2 separate regions of the Rattus norvegicus genome follow, and region 2 is linked to region 1. The links are chromatin contacts, called in public Hi-C maps. All regions are on one chromosome and are shown on one strand. Each heading gives the region's core, a stretch centred on a gene start, on an enhancer-like site or on the middle of the called end of the contact. The rest is flanking DNA. Distances are from core to core; before and after follow the strand shown. Region 1 overlaps Cdk13 (cyclin-dependent kinase 13). Region 2 holds the start of Mplkip (M-phase specific PLK1 interacting protein).

Region 1 (5,150 bases), core at 2,389-4,888:
CACCTTTAAGCTAGAGAAAAGTAATAGTAAGTTTACATGACCTTATTCCTGGGATTTGTAAATCAAATATTTTTGTCTTTAAGAAAAAGTTACTTTTAGTGTTCAGTGTTATAGATTTATATTGAGATGAAAAATTATTACAGAATGGGAGGTAATTTTGGTAGTTACGTAGAACTCTGTTGATGAGTATAATGAGCCTCTCTGTGCCTGGATTACCTATTCTTGAGACTCATCTATAGAAACAGTTTATTTCTAAAACAGTTGGTAAAAGTAGCAAATATGTGACTAAAAAGATTTTACTAAAAAGTTTTGTACGAATCCTGTGTTCTAGCCTATTATGTTACTCTCCTTTTTATTTATGTCTGGCTTCTACAAATAGCATGTTTCTGCATCCTTTTTCAAAATTCCTGTTTAGTGTACAGTATGCTGTAGTTGGTTTTAAATGGTTATACCAAGGATAATAGCTAGCTTTTATTAATATATATTTTTCATAGTTTGATGAACAATTATATATTGATTATTCAGAAGACAAAAATAGTTCATCTCTAGGATACTTATGCAAATGAGTACACAGCAGCTGTGACCGTATGCTCAAGGCCCACTTAGGACCAAGCCAGACAAAAATCCCAGCATGGAGGGTAGGACTTAGTGATGAAAGTCCACTTCCAGCTGAGGAGATATTTGTAGCTCGTGGCTGCTGGGACAGGGACGGTCATGTTTTTTCTTCAGGGATGTGGCCCCTTTAGAGTTTGCCTGTATTTCAGCAGGGAGCCTTTTACCCATACACATACTGGAGAGACAAAGAAAACACATGAAATTGGGAGGGAATAGAGACTTAGGGGAGATAAGAAAGGAATTTTAGGGGGGAGATGTGGGATGTACTTGATCAAACACAGTAATGCATGAATAGAATTTCAAACAATAAAAAATTAGGACAAATAAATAAGAAAAATTAGACCACCACTAAAGTTAAAATCCTGAAGGATGATGGAATTTTATTAAATGTTTGTATGAAGTTTTCCAGAATGGTTTGTGAAAGGGGAATGGCTTTTGTGGTTCATTATAACATTAGTATTTCTTGTTACAGCATTTGTGATTTAGAATTCATCCGTTTTTTTCAGCCTTCCTTTGTGGCAAGATTGTCATGAATTATGGAGTAAAAAGAGAAGAAGACAGAAACAGATGGGCATGACTGATGATCTTTCCACAATCAAAGCCCCCAGAAAGGACTTGTCTCTGGGCTTAGATGACAGCAGAACTAGCACGCCCCAGGGTGTGCTGCCACCTGCACAGCTAAAGTCTCAGAACAGCTCCAGTGGAGCACCTGGTCAGTAAGGTCTCTTTGCCTTGTTCTGTTTGCATTGCTTTGTGGCCCGTGTTGACTGTGTGTGGCAAAAAGATAAGTGTTAAGGCTTTTTTACATTACAGTCTCAGATCATAGATTGGTGGTGATTGGTCAGACTTTTTTCCATTTTCTCTAGTTTAGGAGTCAGGAGTATGTATGTCTTTCATTAATATTAGTCTGTGAAGTTCAGTATTTAAGGCATAGAAAAAACAAAGATAGCCAAAACTGCAAAGGAAGTTTTTATCCCATTGGTGGATATCTGTACATCATTCTGTCTAAGACTGTATTTTAAAAGATTGAAATCTGTTGTTTAGACCTAGTTATTTTTTTCATTCACATCTACCTATCTATCTAGAGATAAGATCTCATCTTGTAGCCCTGAATGTCCTAGAACTCTCTTTGTAAGCAGATTGGCCTCAGATTCACAAACAGCTGCCCATCTTTGCCCCCCAAGGACTAGGATTAAAGATGTGTGCCACAATGCTTGCTAGTTGACAGCTTTTTAAATATTGAAGTCTTAATTTCCCTGAAGAACCTAGGAATCTGTCAGGTCTAGCCTGAATATTGGAGAAAGAAAATTAACTAGATATGTCTACTGGTAATGAGTTAATATGTAATATGCATGTTTGTGTAGGTCTTTGTAACTCAAAATGGCTTAATATTTTTATAAAGTAATCTGAATAAAAACAGATTTTTATCACAGTGTGTAAAACATTAGTTTTAATTTCTAAAAAGTTCTTTCCACAGTTAACTTCATTTTTGAAGTGGGATAGCAAAGAATTCAGAGACTGCATTCAGAATTAAATTTGAGAGTTCAGGATCTTGCAAATTATCCGCTCTTTTAGGATAATTAATAGATATTGTCTTATAAAGTGGTTGTGAGGGGTAAAGGCCACAAAAAGCTTAGAAAGTGCTGGCACTGTTAGATGTCATTGTTCATTTCTCTTACACAGTGTTAGCTCTTGGTTAAATCTGTGTATGACTCTGCTGGTAATCTTGATTTTTCTTTTGAAAAATATATTCCTGAAGATGAATTACCCAAAACAGATTGTAGTTTTGATGTCTATCATGGCTTGTGTTGTAGTTAGATTTTGAATGTCTGATGGGTAAGAAGACTTCCTTCAGTGCTTGTTTCTCATTGTTTCATAATTCTCCCTCAAATGGAGTTTTAATACTGTATAATGAAGAGGTTATAGGGGTCGGGGAAACTGTGAATTATGGCAGTTCTAATCGATGCATTTTGTCTTTAGTAATAACAGGCCCTGGACAGCCGTTAAACCACAGTGAATTGGCAATTCTTCTAAACCTACTACAATCTAAATCAAGTGTTAATATGGCTGATTTTGTCCAAGTGTTGAACATTAAGGTAAACTCTGAGACTCAACAGCAGCTAAATAAAATAAACCTTCCTGCTGGAATTTTGGCAACAGGTGAAAAACAGACAGATCCATCAACACCACAACAGGAGTCTTCAAAATCATTGGGAGGAGTTCAGCCTTCACAGAGCATCCAGCCTAAAGTGGAAACTGACGCTGCGCAGGCTGCAGTGCAGAGTGCATTTGCAGTCCTCCTGACTCAGTTAATAAAGGCCCAGCAGTCAAAACAGAAAGATGCCATGCTGGAGGAGAGGGAGAATGGATCAGGACATGACGCTCCAGTGCAACTCAGGCCGCCTCCAGAACCCAGCACTCCTGCCTCTGGTGAGTGAGTGACTTGCGCAGAGCTGTTGCTATCTGTGGCTTTGAGTGTTCAGTGAGGTGTGTTGAAGACATTCTCAGGTCACTAGTGAGACCTATTCTGTTTACTTCCTGGACTAGATTGTTTAGAAAATTGTCCATTATGAATATTATATTTTCTAAGGTAAATTTACAATAACTCAATTCTCAATACAAAAGGATAAATGTTTTGGGTGCAGTAGAAACTTACTCTTCAAGCATTAAGTACGACTGTGTGGAGTTGAATAGTGTATTTCTTTAGTAATCTTGTGTTTACGTGATAGTGGGCAACATGAACACTTGTGAGGTGTCCTTTGGTATTTTGTGAAAGGTAAAATGTGTAACTGTTCTGAATATTTCATTTTCCATGGTAACTTTTGACTCTTTCTTGGTTTTATTCTACTTAGGGCAAGATGACCTCATCCAACACCAAGACAGGAGGATATTGGAGCTGACACCAGAGCCAGAGCGGCCTCGGATTCTGCCTCCTGATCAACGACCTCCTGAACCTCCTGAACCACCACCAGTCACTGAGGAGGACCTGGATTATCGGACAGAAAACCAGCATGGACCTACTACTAGTTCTTCATTAACTGACCCACATGCTGGAGTGAAGGCAGCCCTCTTACAGCTGCTTGCTCAACATCAGCCCCAGGATGATCCCAAAAGAGAAGGTGGTATTGATTATTCCACAGGAGACACGTACGTGCCCAGTTCAGACTATAAAGACAACTTTGGAGCGTCTTTCTCTGCCGCCCCTTATGTGAGCAGTGATGGTCTGGGGAGTAGCTCTGCTGCTGCACCGTTGGAGGCGCGCAGTTTCATCGGAAACTCAGATATTCAGTCTCTGGATAACTACAGTACTGCTTCATCTCACACTGGTGGTCCACCTCAGACTTCTGCCTTCACCGAGTCATTTCCCAGTTCAGTAGCTGGATACGGAGACATTTACCTCAATGCTGGTCCCATGCTGTTTAGTGGAGACAAGGACCATAGATTTGAGTACAGCCATGGTCCTATCACGGTCCTCACAAACAGCAGTGACCCTTCCACAGGGCCGGAGAGTACTCACCCCTTGCCAGCAAAGATACACAACTATAACTATGGTGGTAACTTACAGGAAAATCCAGGTGGCCCCAGCCTCATGCATGGACAGACCTGGACTTCTCCTGCCCAAGGACCTGGATACTCACAAGGATACAGGGGACACATTAGCACATCAGCTGGCAGAGGTCGAGGCAGAGGGTTACCATACTGAGTATCTGTTTTTCCTCAGGCACATCATTTTTATCTGGAAAGACTTTTCTAGCTGCAATTTCAGGCAGCAATCCAAGAGACTTGAATAATATTAATTCAACAACAGCTTTATTTTTATGTGGAAAGGGTCTTGCATACAATAGTGAAAAAAGAAAACAACAAAAAAAAATCTTTGCTTAAATTCATGCTGTTCTTAAAACTAGCTCTATTGATTGTACATCGTCACAGATTTTAGTTAACAGTTTTATTTTGTATTCTTGCAGTTTTAAGTGGATGCTAACATTAGGGACATAATGTTTTTATGGCCCTCTTGCAGATCTTCTGAACTATGCACACTTGTGCTTTTTTTGTAAGTTTGGACCAACTTTTATGTAAACAACCTACCCCTTTCCCTCAACCCTCCCAGTTTTACAGCAATCAGAAAGGGCACTGATTTCTTTGGTATTTTCTTTTTACAAAGCTACCTTTAGTCAAAGGTCACTGTCAGTCTTTGCACCTGCTTTCAGTGTTATTGTGAAAGGTGTACTTTGTGCTCATTTCAGAAAATAAAACACAACCTTTCTCTTGATGCAACAGTTTTATATAAAACAAATGGTTAACATTATTTTTGTTTTGTTTTGTTTTGTTTTTTTCAGGTTACCATAACCCAGCAAAATTCATTCAAATGAAATAGTGGTTTTTATATGAAAACTATGGGTCGGGTGGGGAGGGGTTCGAGTAAGTGCCTTAACAGGTATGCTTCAGGACTGCGGATGAAGTTAGCCTTTCCACCACTGTCTTTCCAAGGGAGTCTGCACTGTGCTGAAGGGGCACGAAGCTCTCCATTTTTAGGA
Region 2 (4,972 bases), core at 2,274-4,773, 37 kb after region 1:
TATGGACCAACTAGGCGGCCTGGTCATTTCACTTTTCTTTAGGAGAATGCTGACAATTTTCTCAACAGACTGTACTGTTCAAGACTTGAATTTTAAAAACTGAGGAATAGCCCTCCAAGTTTTATCTCTATTAATATAGGTATATACACAGCATCCCTTTCCTTCTACTTCAGGCAGGCAAAGCTAAAGTTCATAGAACCCTTTCTCAGATTAAAAATGTGCCCACAAGTCAAGGTAATTAGGCCTTACTGTGTAGGTCATAGTAAACTGGCTTTGTCATGTCTCCTTTGGGACTGATGGAATCAAATACATATTTGTTGTCTCTGTCATGGGAAGTGATCTGAGCCATTACTATTAGCCATTTGTTGTGGTATGGATGTGAAGTGTCTTCCCAAATGGGTCATATGTTAAAGGCTTGTCTGATTATTGGGAAGTGATTAGATTGTCAGGGTGTTAACCTCTTAAGTGGATTAATACCTCAATGGTTCACATGATGCTATTATTGGGAAGTAGAAAAAGGCGAAGGTGCTCTAGAAAAGGCTCCAATTGTCTCTGGCCCCTTCTGTCTTTCTATACCTTGGTAGCCAAGGGTGAGCAGCTTCTGCCTTATCTACAGATATTTTGGCTCACCTCAAGACTAACTAATGGATTCAGCTGAACTTCTACTGGAACCTTAGAAACTATGACCCAAAATGCCCCCTGGCATTTTATCACAATGACAAGAAATCAACATACCACCTTCTTTGGCTTCAAGAGAAAGTATGTCTATAATGCTCAAAATATAGAGAAACTTTGATAGAACACTGAACTGCATATATATATATATATATATATATATATATATATATATATATATGTATACACACACACACACACACACACACACACACACACACACACACACACACACATTTCTTATTTCTTATCCTGGCCTTTTGTGGTTAAATAAGTAAAAAGTATAAGTAATGTTAAGTGATTTCCAGTGATTTTTTTTGTTTCAATATTTTAACAGAAATGCAAAAAAATGAATGTAGAACAACTTTCTATTAATAAATATATAGAGAACTGTCTAGGGTAGCTTATCTATTTCGTTAAAAAAATAGTCTGTAAAACACCCTCAAATTCTAAGTGATTATGAAGCATTATTTTAGCAATTCTACATATCAACAAAATCACAATTAGGAAGACAAAAATGTTTTATTGTAAAACACTGAAAAAAACAAATGTTTGTTATCTTGGAAATGTTAAATATGAAAACTGTGTTCCGTGGTACACACTCCCAGATAGCTAAATACTGTAAATTACCCTATCATTTCCTCTAATATCAACACTTGATAAAGTTAGAGATATACCAAGGGTCTGCTAATCATTATTCAAAGTCATCATCTTTGGGTTCAACTCATTTTCACAAGTAAAAGTTCTGTCCAAGATGTTCCTGACACATGAGGCTTCCAGTTGAATTTCAGAAATGTTAAGAAAAGTATCTTCCTTTTTTGCCTGTGAATGTTTGCGTATTGCTGTACTGTTGGCTTATATCCACTACAGATACTGGTTCTAGGCCAGCCCAAGGGTCTTCAAGCATTGAAGGCTTAAAATAACTTTCCAACTCATTAGACATTCTTTTTTCTCTACCACGCCCTGATCCAAATGGTGTAGATGTCCTTGGAGAACCCTTTAGGAAAAAAATGATCAGTTAAAAAAAAACATCTAAGAAGAGATAATTGGTACTTTCTCCTCTAGTTAAATATTAGTGGGGAATCACATCAAAAGTTGCCAATTGAAACCCAATATATTCAGTTGCAAATTTCTTTAATCTAGTGCTTTTAAGACTTACTAAAACCATTTGTAGTTTTCTTTAAAAAATATCTGCTATCATCTTAAAAAAACCTTTCAATTTCCAATGTGATATCTCTGCAGCTATTAAATACAAATAAATTCAGTATAAGCAAAGATTAATTGTATTCAATTTTTCCTGGAAACTTACTTTTTGACCTGATAGGTTTCAAATTTCTACAACTTTTACATGGCATGAAATTTCTCCATTCTTATTAATTCCAACTCATAAGGGATTCAGCTGGGTGAGCATATTCAAGTTTGCAAAACGCCCTACCTAGATACAAGTTGTTAGCCAGAGAGGTACTTCCTGTCTTGTATTCACTCATTAAGAGGGGAAATTTCCACAATTCCAAATTTTCTATTTTTCCCTTCAAGAGAACTTTGAGTAGATCTAAATATGGCTCGAAAAACAATGGTAAGCATTAAAAAAAAAAAAAAAGGCAAGAATGCACAAACAAGGAAGGGACATCTGTATGAAAATGGCCGTAGACTACAGTTTAGAGGAGCCATACTCCACAACAGTAGGGAATTATTCACTGTCTTCCCCTAGGAATCCAGGAATATTCACTGAAATAAATGACAAAAAATCCAAACTCAAATAAAACAAAAACCTCTGGGGGCGGGGGAAGAAATGGAGGATTAAGGAAGTTTGTACACGAATGTGGTATGCTGGCTAAGTGCAGTTTCTGTGGAACAGAACTATATAGCTCCGCCACGTATTGTAGTCTTAGATAATTTCTTTACATCTCAGGTTACTCATCTGCAAAATTGGGCCAACATATATCAGAGGATTAAACAATCCACGTAAAGGGAATTTTAGTATCACGTCTGCCATAACAGTAAGAGTTCGGCAAACGCTAGCTATTGTCTTTACCTGGGGGTAGGTCTGCTGCTGCCCTGGGGAGTAGCCGAACTGATGCTGGGACCCCGCGGGGGACCTGGAGTAGGAGCCTGGGTAGCCGCCCGGGGACGGAGACCCGAAGCGGGCCCCCGAGAAGCTGCCGCCTTGCCGCGGAGAGTGGCTGCTCCCGTACGGCCTAGCCCGGGGCCCGCAGGGCGGAGTGTGGTGCGGACTCCCGTACCCGTCCCGCGGGGAGGGCGGCCGCGGCCCCCCGCCCAGGGTACCCCGGAAGTTGTTTCCGCCACCCCAACCTCCTATCCCCGGGCTGGGGTACGGAGGAGTTGGTGGTCGAAAATTCGGTCGGTGCATAACAGGAAACGAAGCTGAAGAGCTCACTCGCCAATGCCCCACCGGAACCTCAGTGATCAACTGCTAGAAGAAAACTGGTATTCCTGTTTATGCAGTCCTCCGGCTGCCAGCGGAGTAGCGCACCTTAGTTCCGGCTGCACAAAGGTTCCGACCTCACCACGCTTCTGCAAGAGAGCAGATTAAATAGATCACTCAAATCGGATAAGGGTGGGTGTGTCTGAGAGGAGGAAAGATTGTAAAGGGGAAACCAAATTCCCGACCCCAGCGTCCCCGACCCCAGCGTGAACAATGCCACCCACCGCCTTCGGGGAGACCCCCAGTATACGGAAACGGAAGCGGAAGAGACAAAACCGGTCATCAGGCTGTGCCGGGCGAGTCGGAGGAGGCGGTCCCGAAAAGGGTGGATCAGAGGGAGAGGGCGATTAAGCTTTGAGGCTTCCGGAAAGCAGGGCGTGAAGCGTCAGGGGCCAGAGTCCTGGACTTTAGCGAGTCGGAGGCGGAAGCCAACATCGACGCGCGGGGTGGGTTGTGACGAGTTAGGGGCGGGGCCTGAGACAAAGAGGGCGGGGCCGAAGGATGTGAGGCTAGGGACTTGGTTGAACCATTTGGTTCAAGGGGGCGGTGCCAGTGAGGCTGAGACCGAGGCTTGGGCCGAAGCGGAGGGTGTGCTGTTGGGAGGGAGACCAGGCGGAATGTCTGGGCGGAGGAGGCGGGGTTGGTGAAGGGGGCGGGGCGGGCGGAGGGGACGGGACTGGCTGAGGGGCCAAAGGTCAAGGAAGGGAGCTCTGGGGCGCTCTCATTGGGTTGAGGGGCGATGCTGCGGATGCTGGCCAGGGCGGTGGCTTTTCGGAGATCCGGCCGAGGCCAGGCCGGCGGGAGGGGGCTGTGGACCGGCCGCCCACAGTCAGGTACCCACTGACACTGAGCGCTCAGGCTCCCTGAGGAGAGTGCTCGCGCCTCGGATGCGCCTGTCTCAGGGCTCGCGACCGCGTTCGTGCCCTACTTCTCTTCTCCATCCCTGCCTTTAATCCCCCAAGTTTTGGTAATTTAGAAAATAGCACCTCCCGCCGAATGCTGAGTTTTAGAAAGCAGATTGCTACCTTGATAACTTAAGAATGCCTGTACTAATTAACGTTGGACTTGAGCCCTGCGTTTCTGTTCTTGTAAAATGGAAGTTGACGAGGTTAAGAAGTAGAAATAGAAATTTAAAGGAAAAGAGAAACGGGATAATTCGAAAATGTCATCTTTTGCATAAGATACCTGTCTCAGAAATCTTGTAGAAGATGGAATTTCAAATTACGAGTTTTGTGGAGTTTCCCTTCAGATTCTGAAATCAACTCAGGGAATTTTAGGACTCAATACATTAGACCAGCGTGTGGTATGGATCTGTGGGGGTTTTATTGGTTTAGATTTTTTGTGTGTATGAGTGTATTACTTGTATTTATGTGCATGCAGCACTTAACGTGCCTGATGCCTTTAGAGATCAAAAAGTAATCAGAATTCCTGGAACTGGAGAACAGTGTGATTGGATCTACCTTGTCGGTGCTGGGAACAGAACCTGAATCCTCTTGCAAGAGCACTAAGTACTCTTAACCACTGAGCCATCTCTTCAGTTCCAGGCCTTTATGGTTTTCATTCATTCATAGCACCTTTGTATTTCAACCTTCAGTCTCTGACATCTTCAGTCACAAATAAAGAGTACATTCAGATATAAATAAAGAGTATCTTCTCAGCTTTATTCTTTATTAATAGAGATATAAACACAAGGGCTTTTGGGGGAAGGGTTTAATTTTTTTCATGCCCCTGCGTCATTCTTGGATAATTCCGTAAAACTTTTTTGTTGAGCTTATTTTTGTTTTCGTTTTTTATTTGTTTGTTTTTGAGACAAGTTCTCAATATATAATTCAGGCTCGGCCACATTCCTTA

Evidence for each region. Hi-C and Micro-C count contacts between places; a contact is called where the count stands out from the background.
Region 2: a Hi-C map of liver shows a contact between it and region 1, with 2.6 times the contacts expected there. The contact joins the promoter of Mplkip here to the enhancer-like site in region 1. A contact is called at or near these places in 3 of 12 Hi-C or Micro-C datasets (kidney and liver).

Annotation. Positions count from the first base shown.
Region 1 is chr17:52,031,558-52,036,707 of GRCr8, forward strand. Cdk13 (cyclin-dependent kinase 13) reads left to right here. Exons shown (of 14, transcript NM_001271295.2): 12 at 1,122-1,327; 13 at 2,596-3,045; 14 at 3,468-5,150. The coding sequence ends at 4,318. Among named protein-coding and RNA genes, the nearest start is that of Mplkip, 38 kb to the right of the region's middle. Within about 2 kb of position 3,639, at least 2 of the 93 cell types and tissues checked have an H3K27ac peak or open chromatin away from gene starts, as enhancers often do. A contact at or near this core is called in liver, where this site is marked.
Region 2 is chr17:52,068,197-52,073,168 of GRCr8, forward strand. It overlaps Mplkip (M-phase specific PLK1 interacting protein), which reads right to left and starts at 3,524. Exons shown (of 2, transcript NM_001109452.1): 1 at 2,711-3,524; 2 at 958-1,672. The coding sequence starts at 3,046. The coding sequence ends at 1,472. Sugct (succinylCoA:glutarate-CoA transferase) reads left to right here and starts at 3,856. Exons shown (of 14, transcript NM_001014146.1): 1 at 3,856-3,954. The coding sequence starts at 3,861.